Linked DNA regions of Mus musculus: regions 1 and 2 are each linked to region 3. The links are chromatin contacts, called in public HiChIP or PLAC-seq maps. All regions are on one chromosome and are shown on one strand. Each heading gives the region's core, a stretch centred on a gene start, on an enhancer-like site or on the middle of the called end of the contact. The rest is flanking DNA. Distances are from core to core; before and after follow the strand shown. Region 1 has its middle 50 kb from the start of Edn1. Region 2 has its middle 35 kb from the start of Gm32833. Region 3 has its middle 13 kb from the start of Gm5082.

Region 1 (3,764 bases), core at 1,092-3,591, 690 kb after region 3:
AAGGAGCTCATCAGCCCTCCCTCTCCTGTGCTGTGATCTTGGCTGGCTTGATCTTGTGCAGGTCTTGTGTAGGAGACCATAGCTGCTGTGAGTTCATGAGTACAGAGGTCCTAAAGTATCCCGAACACATTGTTTTGCTCTTAGCCTTTAAAAAGAAGTGGAGGGGGAGTTATTGATTCTCTAATTGGTTCTTGATTGTGTCAAGGAGGATGGGGCAGGATATTTAAAAATATGTAGGCTGTCTGATATTTTCCATCTAGGACAACTTAGATGGGCAGAAAAAAGGGCATAGCTGAGGCGATTGTTGGTGGCTTTGTGGACCTAGCTTCCAGAGGCTGAGGGAGCTTGGGCAGAGCTCTCGGGAAAGAGCTAGCATGTTCTAAAAATTACACACAACAAAGAAGTTATAGGGGAGGGAGGTTATAGTGAAAATGAAAGAGTCACCCTCCTACACAGGATGCTGTGCATTTCATGTGATTGAAGGAATTTCTTTCTTTCTTTCTTTCTTTCTTTCTTTCTTTCTTTCTTTCTTTCTTTCTTTCTTTCTTTCTTTCCTTTCTTTCCTTCCTTCCTTCCTTCCTTCCTTCCTTCCTTCCTTCCTTCTCTCTCTCTCTCTCTCTCTCTCTCTCTCTCTCTCTCTCTCTCTCTGGTTTTTCGAGACAGGGTTTCTCTGTGTAGCCCTAGCTGTCCTGGAACTCACTCTTTAAATCAGGCTAGCCTCAAACTCAGAAATCTGCTTGCTTCTGCCTCCCAAGTGCTGGGATTAAAGGCATGTGCCACCACTACCCGGCTTCTGACTTTGCCACCAGACTTCATGAACAAACATGTCTGGGCTCTTTGCTAGAAAGTTCTTAGGTGTACACGTCACTTGGGTTTAAAACAAATGCTACCGTTTAACAATTTTCTGTTTCAAGTCTCTAAGTATTCTTTGTGCATGGAAACAGAAGCCTTCAGACTTCGAAGTTATATTGTGAAGTTGACCCACCTTTTGGTGGCATAGGTCCTATATTTTATCTGGTGTCCTAGGTCCCATATTTTATCCATCTCTTTGCCTTTCTGGGACCCACCAGCCCAATTCAAACCAAAGCATGTTCATAATCAGAGAACCTAAAGTAACTGTTAGTATGTTAAGAAGGTCACTATGTGGTTTCTTCCAACGAATGCTGTCACAGCTGTTATCCTTATGAAGGGAAAGACAGTGGAAGTGGAAGTCCTGAGGTGGGTAGAAGAAGCATTTATTGAGTGCCTATGATCTATGCTGTGCACATGATCCATGACAGTCTTTGAAGCAACTCTACAGGAACAAGACTTCTTTCATTTTACCAAAGAGGAAACCAGAGTGAACTCTCTATGTGTGATGTTGCAGCTTGTGTAGCTTCTGGACTTCATTCTAAGGCTCCTAGTTCATCAAGACCCAGGAATATAATGGCAACATTTTGGGGCTGCTTTCAGGAAGCAGAGGAGATGAGAATAAAGAATTGAAAACTTTGCCCCAAGCTCTGAACAGAGCTCTGCTCTTTGTAGACATTTTAGACCTAGCCCTGAAATTTCAAAATCAAAACTGCTGCCAACTCCAAAAATTTCTACACAACATCATGATGCTACAAGAAGAAAATTTCATAGGGTGAAATCTCAGTCTCGTTCACAAAATTATTAAAGTTGATTGCTTGAAATGAATCGAAGAGTATGTTTGTAAAGCATATACAGAAAGAGGGGTTCTTGCTTAGACTTCCATAGGATTACCCAAGATGGCTCATCAGACACGTGCAAATAGTCCAAAAGCTGAAACAAATACTTCTGGTCACAAGAATTTTGGATAACCAATCTATATTGGATGTTAGGCCCTCTTTGGCTATATCTGATCTATAAGAGATTCTGCCTTAAAAAGCAACAATAAGAAACACTGTAGTATACGCAGAGATGGCCCCTTAACTCAGTCATTAGAGATGGGACCATTTCAAATACCCAGGCAATGTGGGAACTATTAGAGGGTCAGTGGTCTTTAAGATACTTCAAAGTAGATGCCCTTGTTTTCCTGGCTCCTCTACAGGTAACTGATGCTGCTGGATTCTCTGTCTGCAAGGGCTGCTCTTTGTACCCCAAGCATCCTCCTCTTAGAAGGCTATTTCCCAGCACCCTTGCCACCCTCCAGGCTGAGTTATTTGTCCTCACCTGTGTGGTCTCCTTGGGCATCCCTCCATCACAGTGTGCCATCACGGAGCACTAATTGTTGATTTACATGTCCCTCCCACTCTCGTTCTGTGTCTTTTCATCTTTACACCCTCCAAGCATAACAGAGTGTCTAGCTCATACCGGAGGCATCATAAATATTTGCTATGTGAGTCAGTGCAAGAATGTGTGGCCGTGTAAGAGGCTGGTGTTGGGTGTAGGACAGGGTTGGGGCCAGGATGTCGTGCATTCAGTAAAAAGTGGGACAGGACTGCATAAACCTGTGCACGTATCAAGGACTGGGAGCTCCCCTGAGTTCCTACATAGGCTTTGAATTGTGACCAATTGAAGAGTAAAATCCTAATTAGCTCTTCTCGTAAGTATAACCCAGATCATTCTTCCTCAACCTGCCTCGTGGACAGAGAGGCCCAGGATCATTCTCTCTGATGTACTTTTCAACACTGACTGCAAAGTGGGTTTGCTTCTTTCGTTTTCACTTTCTTTTTACTGCTGTTTCATCTTTAGTTGTAGACATAGCTCTCCTCTGCTGTACACAGAGCCCCAAAGAATAAGGAGCCTTCCCCGAGCATGGGAGACCTCTATAGCTGAGCGCCATGGGTTTCTGGCAGACAAATCCCATGAAACTGCATACAATGCCAAGAATATGAAAGCAAGAATGCTCTCCTGTTAGAGCTGCAAGCTCAGGGGATGAATTCCTGCCTGCCTTAGCTTAAATAGTCCATCTGCAGAGGAGGCATCAAAGACGGGAGCCTGGGAACAAAGGGTTAACAGTGTCTGTGTTTGCTCTGGCATGAAGGGACACATGCAAGCTTTTAGTTGTTTCTTAATGATCCTTTGTTGTCAGAGACTCTGCAGGATCTTCCATGCTCTAGGCTCACACAGTGGCCATGGCTTCCTATTTTATCCCCCTCTATTCCCCTATTGCTTCTGTCCTACAGTAATGTTGAAAAGTTCCCATGAACCTGTTCTCTTGTCACCAATATTTCTTATCAAGAATATTGAGATTATCTATGTTGAAAATGAACCTGAGCCAGGCGTGGTGGCACACGCCTTTAATCCCAGCACTGGGGAGGCAGAGGCAAGCGGATCTCTGAGTTTGAGGCCAGCCTGGTCTACAGAGTGAGTTCCAGGACAGCCAGGGCTACACAGAGAAACCGTGTCTTGAAAAAAACAAAAAACAAAAAAAAGGCAAAACAAAACAAAACAAAACAATAAAAATAAAAAAAAAAAGAAAAAAGAAAAAAGAAAAGAAAATGAACCTGAGATTGATTTCCAACCCACTCTTTCCATGCATACCATGGGAACTTTGGGTTGCCTGAGATCACAAGCACGATGCTTGTATGGGTTATAGTTCTCGCTATGCTTCGTTGATTAGGGAGTAATGAGAAGAAAAAAGTCTGAATGTTAAAAACAGAAGCAACTATTGCAGGACTATATTAGTCCTTTTTTATTATTGTTGTTGTTGTTGAAATTATTAAATTCCTAACAAGAAGCAGTTGATGGAAGGACACTTCTACTTGGGCTCACAGTTTGAGGGTACTGTCCAGCATGTCCAGTAATGGTACTTTTCATAG
Region 2 (3,479 bases), core at 508-3,007, 710 kb after region 3:
ATACCATATACTTATGTCATAGAACATGCTGGCATTTACCTGGGAGCTTCATCCTATTGAATTGCTTCCATTGTCCCCCTTGAAGTTACTATTATGCTACTGGAGGAAAAAAAATAATTACCATTCTTATGCAGTTGTGGATTCTGCATATCTTACTGGCAAGATATGTCCACAGGTGTAATCATGACACAGATGTCACAGGAGTAACCAAACCACTTTCTGATTAGATTAAAGACCCACTCCACAAGTTTGAAACCATACCTGGCACTAGTATTAGAGCCAAGAAATTATGGCTAGGCAGCTCACAGACTCAGGCCAGACAAAATTAAAGCATGAGAGGGGAGGTGGGCAGGAACTATTACTCCTGCTTAAGAAACTATTGATAAGTGATAGCTGCTGGAAGAAAGAATTAGTTTTCTTTAAGGGCACTGTTAATGGTGGTTAGGCTACTGTGGTGTTCTGGGTGAGTAGGTCCCCACAAGCTCATATATTTGAACGCCTGGTTCCCAATTGGTAGAATTGTTTGGGAAGGATTAGGAGGTGTGGCCTTGTTGGGGTAGGTGTGTCTTTAGGGTTAGACTTTGATGTTTCAAAAGCCCATACCTTCCCCAACTAGATCTCTCTCTCTATGGTTGTGTCTGAAAGTATAAACTCTCAGCTACTCCTTCAGCACCACGCCTGTCTATGTTGCTGTGTCCTCTGACATGATAGTCACAGACTTACCCTCTGAAACTGTAAGCCCCAATAAACTATTTCTTCCATGAATTTCCTTGGTCATGGTGTCTTGTCACAGTAATAAAAAAGTAACTAAGACAGTCAAACTGCAGTGAAGGCTGCACATCCAAAAGAATATGTGCAGTGCAAACTGTACTTGATAAATTAAAAAAAAAGGTAGTGAAGTAAGGGATGGGTGGGGAAGAAGTCAGGGAAGGGAGTGAATATAATAAAATGCATTATATTATTTTTTTTCAGAAATAGCAAATATGAGGAGAGTAAAATAAATTAACTCCTTGTAAGTAAAGAAGAAATTGCATTCAATGCATACTGTGCCTTTTTATTTTATTGAAATGTTTCTATCCCAATTTTTGAATTTTCTCTTGTTTATGTAAATGTAGTATGCCTTTAAACTTCATAGTAGAAGAATATATAGGTGAAACCTTATATCAAAAATATCAAGAGTAGGGGCCAATGAGCTGGCTTAGTAGTTAAGGGCATTTGATGCTAACTACGTGAGCCTGAGCTTGATGGTGGGTGAGTACTGATATGGTAGAAAGGAGAGGTGACTCCCCAAAGTTGGCCTCAAACCTGCATGTGCAACCCATTATATATGTATAAATAAATAAATAACATAAAAAAGAAACAGGTGACAGCTTTTAAAATGCCATTTAAATCTAGAAGTTCCCTTTCTTTCTCTTTCTGTGAGCTGAGACATCCGCTATTAACTCACCCTGAAGATCATATTTTTGGACTTCCTCATTTAAAAAATGGCGACGTTGCTATTTTTAAACTCTTTGCTGTGGCAGAAGACCAGAACTTCTCCGTGCCAGGACAACTGCAGCTTCTGCAAAGTTGAACGGGTTAAGCCAGAAGTAAGAGCTTAGTTCTGTCCTGTTCTGTTCTACTGCCCCACTTCCCTCCTACCACCAAGGATCTTGCTTTCAACTTTGCGTGTAAGTTTCTGAGAATAACAATGGAGCCTTCCAAGTTCTCAGTAATCATTAACCACTTCTAGGCAGGCATAACCTTCTGCCTCTTAGCAAAGCTCTCTCTGGAGAAGTTCCAGGAGGAGCCATCACCTAGGGCAGACAGGTCCAAAGCCAAAGGGCAAGGTGGTGTCTGCAGTAGCCCAAGAGGAAGAGTGTGTGGCCACTTTATGGAATCTAGTGTCTGTGAGAGGCAGGGTAACCCCCCAAGGACTTGGGAGATGCCCCTCTAGAAGAAAGCTGTTAGAAGTCTCTGGTAGCACTCTTAGGCTTGGTCCCAGCCTTATCAGCTGGCTCATATTTACTTTACTCTCTCCTTTTCTCTTGGTGCAAGAATGATGCCAAGACATTGGCATATGTGTGTACCTACAGAGGTGGACCATAAGGCTGGACTCTGAGATAATATTGCTTATCATTTCTAGTGTGATACTACTAAATCTTTGCAGCTGTGTTTATCTGTGTTTCCAGACTGGGCTGCCGTGTGTGTGTGTGTGTGTGTGTGTGTGTGTGTGTGTGTGTGTGTATTAGTTTACTTTGGGTTTCCATAACAAAATGACGTAGGGTGATTGAATCACCATCCATCTGCATTTTAACACAAAATTCCAAGACTCTACAAAAAATATAAAATACAAAAATACAAAAATACAAATACAAAAATAAAAAATCCAAAAGCAGGCCTCAGTGGGGTCATTTCTCTCACAGCATCTCTCTGTGGTTTGGAGGCAACATGCTTCTTGCTGTGGTCTCATGTGGGCAGACTTCTGTCTTGACTGTGTCCCAGTCTCTCTCTATTAGATGCCAGTTACCAGGGGATATGGCTCACCCAGATGACCTCACTGTACCTCAGTTTACTTCTTTAAGATCTTGTCTTGAAATGTGGTCACATTCTAGGGATACTGGGGGTTAAGACTTCAATATATAAATTTTGGAAGGACACAAGTCAACCTGAGAGGGGAAGACATGCACACATAGCCATAAATAGTGTATATAGAGTCTATAACAATAAAATATACTATATTTTGATGGCTAATTTTTATGTCAATTTGTAATCGACACTGTGTGTGTGTGTGTGTGTGTGTGTGTGTGTGTGTGTGTGTGCATGCATGCTTGCATTAGAGAGTTTCTAGAGACATTTTACTGACCAAGAAATACCCATCCCTAATGTGGATGGTATCATCTCTATGGGCCATGGTTTTGAGCAGTATAAAAAGGAGCTAGTGAGATAAGTACCAGTATTCTTCATGTTCTGTTCCTAATGGTAGTCATGGCGTGACCAGCTGCCTCAAGTTCCTATACCGTGTCATCCCATGATGATGGATGGTGCCCCTTTCTCTCCCTAAAAATAATGATCCCTCCAAATAAATTCTCTCTTTCTTACATTGATTGCATTTTTTTAAAAAAATCAAATATGTTGTCATAGTAGGAGAAAGGCAACCAACATATGTAGTAAATAAAAAGTGTAGTCTACTTTATATTTCATGCATACATGTGTACACTCACAGGTGCTCCATGCAATGGAGTTCATATGATTCCGGGATACTGTCTGGTTTATGCTTGAAATTCCTCATGTCTGTAGAAACACTGAGCTTCTTATTGTGTAAAATAGTCGTGTCCATGTCTGTATCACATCTCCACACCACCCTCTCTTCAGCAAGCACACACAGTAGCTGTAACTTCGTGTTCTCTGCTCTCCCACAACCTTAATGTTCTGCAAAATACCCAGCAAGACAGGCTCCACTGACCCTCTAACCTGGCCATTTCTGTCCAATAGGGTGA
Region 3 (3,483 bases), core at 917-3,416:
TTCTGTGCGCCTCACTTCATCTGGGTACATCTTGTTTACAGGGCACCAAGCTTGTTGGAGATCCAGCTGGCCATTTTCCCTTTTGTAACCCGGAGCCCGCTGAACTGTGGGAAGACTGGGTCAGCTGTGGATAAAGCCAGGGGGTGTGGAAAAACCTTAAGGGAAGGAAGCTGCCCTTTAGAAGCTTTGACCTTCTGATTAAAGTAATAATTAAGCCATTATGTCTGTTTGGAAGGTCTTTGGGCTGGCTCGTTAGCTTTCCAAATAAAAATCTTCAACTACAGACTCCATCCAGCCCAGAACATCACCACTGGGGTGTTCGAGATCAGCACTGGTCACAAACCGATTGGTTTCAATGTTAAACACTTCTCATAGTCAGCTGCTTCTGCCTTATATTAGATTTCAAGATGAAAGTTACTTCCAAACAGCTCCAGCTGCCCAAGGACTCTTTATTCACCTCAGATTTGGAAGGGAACCGCAAGATGAGTTGTGTTTATTGGGGATGGGGTGGGGGTGGGGTCATCTGAGCATGTGCTTTTCTGTAGCTATCCACAGAAGCACAGGGGTCCTGATAGAAGCCCATGTAATTGTGCATGAAAGGACTCTCTGGGTGTCTTGGAACCCTCATCTCTTTCTCCTCCATCCCACCATGACTGAAGTCTTTTTCATACCAGTATGTGGTGAGCTTTATCAGAAGGTTAGAGTATGGGAACTCCTGCCCCGAAAGGATGGACAGAGACAAACACAGGAGCTCCAGAAGTCGCCGGGGCCTCCGAAGGGCTCTTTGCAGCCGGCCTCTTTCAGCCGGCACTGTGGAGATGGGTACTTTCAGAAATGTCTGAGCATGGAGGGCTCTGACTTAGACAGAGGTTCATGCCTCTGTTTTGTTGCAGATGGTTCAAGTTCCTTTGTTTGTTCTGTGGAAATATAATTTTATTCTGTCTGAACCCCAGCCCATGGGACAGTGTCACTGACATCCAGAGCGACCTCGGGCCAATCATTTCTAGAAGCACTGTCGAGCCTGTGCATGCGCGCACACACAGCCAAAGGCATACCTCACTAATGGCCTGATTTGTTTCTTAATCCATTCATTTTGATGTTTGCTATCAGCTATCCTATGTTATAAACTTACTTCACAAAGGAGAAAGGGGAGGAAGGGACAAAAAATCAATAACAGCAGATATATTGCATGGGCACTGAAAATTATGAATGCAACTGGAAGAAAGCAGAACAGGAACGAAGGGTGCGGAGGGTGGTTTGTGACAGAAGAGGGAGCATCGCAATAGAAGCTTCAAGTGTAATTTTAATGAAGCAGGGAGAAGAGGAACAAGAGAGGGTTTTTATTTCTTGTCATGAAGAATTGATATCAGTCATGGACAAATGTAGGACATATATTCATATATATGTCCCATACCAATGTGTATATATACACACAAATCCATCATGCCAGTATCTGTAGGCTAATAATCTAAAGATATTTATGTATACAATAATAATATTATTTATTTTGTAATTAGATGCCTACATAATTATGTATGCTTTATGTGTGTGTGTATACATTTCATAATTTTAATAATGTCTCTAAAAGGAAGTATGTGCCCTCAGACATTTGAATATCTCATCCAAGTCAGGCGGCTACATGAGAAATGTCTAGATCCCCTCCTAACATGACTGAGAGTTACATCTCTCAGTCATGTGAGCCGTGGAAGTCTGTGCTTTTGACCTGTTACTTTGATCAGGATTCGTACTACTGCGGGTAGACTTTAGTTTGAGGTGAGAAGGTACCGGAAGCAGCGAGGGTTCCTGGGATGCGGCTGATACCTGAAGGAGGGGAGGCTGTTGGAGCAGGGCACAGCTAGCGCATCATGCTACATACACCACTCCCAATCTCAAACCCAAGTCAGAGCCCTGGTTTCTGTTGTCTCTGAAAGGTTTTAGTGCACAAATAAGCAAATAAGAGACAAGGAATGTCCAGTCATTGTTTGCAGAGTTTCTGGAATTTCGCGCATTGTTAGTTTAGCTGTTCAAGAAGGCTTTGCTTCGCTGTTTATCAAACAGCAGCAGGCTCGTGAATAACTTCCTCGGGTACTGGCCCACATTCTCTGTCCCCTTGGCGTCTCTTGCCCAGCAAGGCTCATTCAGGGCGTCTTCCCAACATCCTGTCTGGGAATGCGCAGTTTTTCTCTGCTTACTAAGCCCCAGTGGCCCTTATTGAAATGACCTCCTGCCCAGGAAGAGCTGCTCTGGCGCCTGGCTGGAAGCAACCGTGGTTTCTAGGAAGTCACACACACACACACACACACACACACACACACGAGCGAGCGTGCGTGCGTGCCCATGCTGGAAGTCGTGTTCAGAAAGGGCAGAATGTTCTTCCTAAGGAACTTTCCTGACCCAAGAACCAGCAGGTGTTACAGCAACAGCTAAAACAGGCCAAGTCAGGGGCAGGGCACACACTGGAAGCCAGCCAGAACCACAAGCAGCAGCCCTGGTGACTAAGGCAAGCTGAGGCGGCATGGGGATTTTCCATGGGCATAAGAGAACACCATGTGTGTGGTTGTGTGTGTCTGTGTGTATATGTGTGTTTGTATATGTGTATGGAGTATGTATGTGGAGTGAGTGTTTGTATGTGGACAGTGTAGAGTGTATTTGTGTATGTATGTGTGGAATGTGTGTGTATACATGGAGTGTGTAGTGTGTGTATGTGTATGTGTGTATAGTGTGTGTGCATGTTGTGTGTAGTATATGTATGAATTGTATATAGAGTATGTATGTGTGTGTGTAGTGTGTGTGCTTGGAGGGTGTAGTGTGTGTGTGTGTTTGTTTGGAGTATGTGTGTATGTGTGTGTGTAGTATGTGTGTGTGTGTGTGATCATAGGTGCATTCAAGTATAAAACTTACTGAGATATCTTCAAAGCCAGCAGCATTTAAGAAAAAAACTAACAGCAGAAATCCATCTCAAAAGAATGTTGCTTACCTTAGCTAAGCATGTTCTAAAGCTATTGTGATTCTTTTCTTTTTACACTTTAAAGCAGTGAGTTACCATCCCCCCTGTGTGAGTGTGTGAGTGTGTGTGTGTGGGTGGGGGGGTTGAATGACTGTTTCACAGAGGTGGCCTAACACCAATGAAAAACGATGCTACTCACATTGCAATTCATAACAGTAGCAACATTACAGTTATGAAGTAACGTGACTCTATGTTTGCCGTTGCCACACCGTGAGGCACTGGATCAAGGGTTGCGGCATCAGGAAGGTTGAGAACCACTGTTTTAACGGGTTACCAGTGAGAACAGGGAGACCGGAAGTCTCCAAACACCCTGTGTCTTAGTTTGGTTTGCTGTGACAAAACACCCTGAACAAAAGCAATATGGTGAGGAAAGGGTTTGTTTCAGCTGACAGGATAGAGTCCACCATCAAGAGAATGCAGGGCAGGAGCTCAAGGCAGAAGCCTGGAAGCAGACACCGAGGCAGAGGCCGGGGAGG

Evidence for each region. HiChIP or PLAC-seq counts read pairs in DNA pulled down with a chosen protein or histone mark.
Region 1: a FOXA1 HiChIP or PLAC-seq map of pancreatic cancer cells shows a contact between it and region 3. The contact joins two enhancer-like sites. A contact is called at or near these places in 1 of 484 Hi-C or Micro-C datasets (bone marrow-derived macrophages) and 1 of 115 datasets of contacts at active chromatin or transcription factors (pancreatic cancer cells).
Region 2: a contact with region 3 is called in an HNF4G HiChIP or PLAC-seq map of pancreatic cancer cells. The contact joins two enhancer-like sites. A contact is called at or near these places in 2 of 115 datasets of contacts at active chromatin or transcription factors (extraembryonic endoderm stem cells and pancreatic cancer cells).

What each region holds. Positions count from the first base shown.
Region 1 is chr13:42,349,525-42,353,288 of GRCm38.p6, forward strand. No RefSeq gene overlaps it. Among named protein-coding and RNA genes, the nearest start is that of Edn1, 50 kb to the left of the region's middle. Within about 2 kb of position 2,342, at least 36 of the 459 cell types and tissues checked have an H3K27ac peak or open chromatin away from gene starts, as enhancers often do. A contact at or near this core is called in pancreatic cancer cells, where this site is marked.
Region 2 is chr13:42,366,319-42,369,797 of GRCm38.p6, forward strand. No RefSeq gene overlaps it. Among named protein-coding and RNA genes, the nearest start is that of Gm32833, 35 kb to the right of the region's middle. Within about 2 kb of position 1,758, at least 60 of the 459 cell types and tissues checked have an H3K27ac peak or open chromatin away from gene starts, as enhancers often do. A contact at or near this core is called in pancreatic cancer cells, where this site is marked.
Region 3 is chr13:41,660,480-41,663,962 of GRCm38.p6, forward strand. No RefSeq gene overlaps it. Among named protein-coding and RNA genes, the nearest start is that of Gm5082, 13 kb to the left of the region's middle. Within about 2 kb of position 2,167, at least 153 of the 459 cell types and tissues checked have an H3K27ac peak or open chromatin away from gene starts, as enhancers often do. A contact at or near this core is called in pancreatic cancer cells, where this site is marked.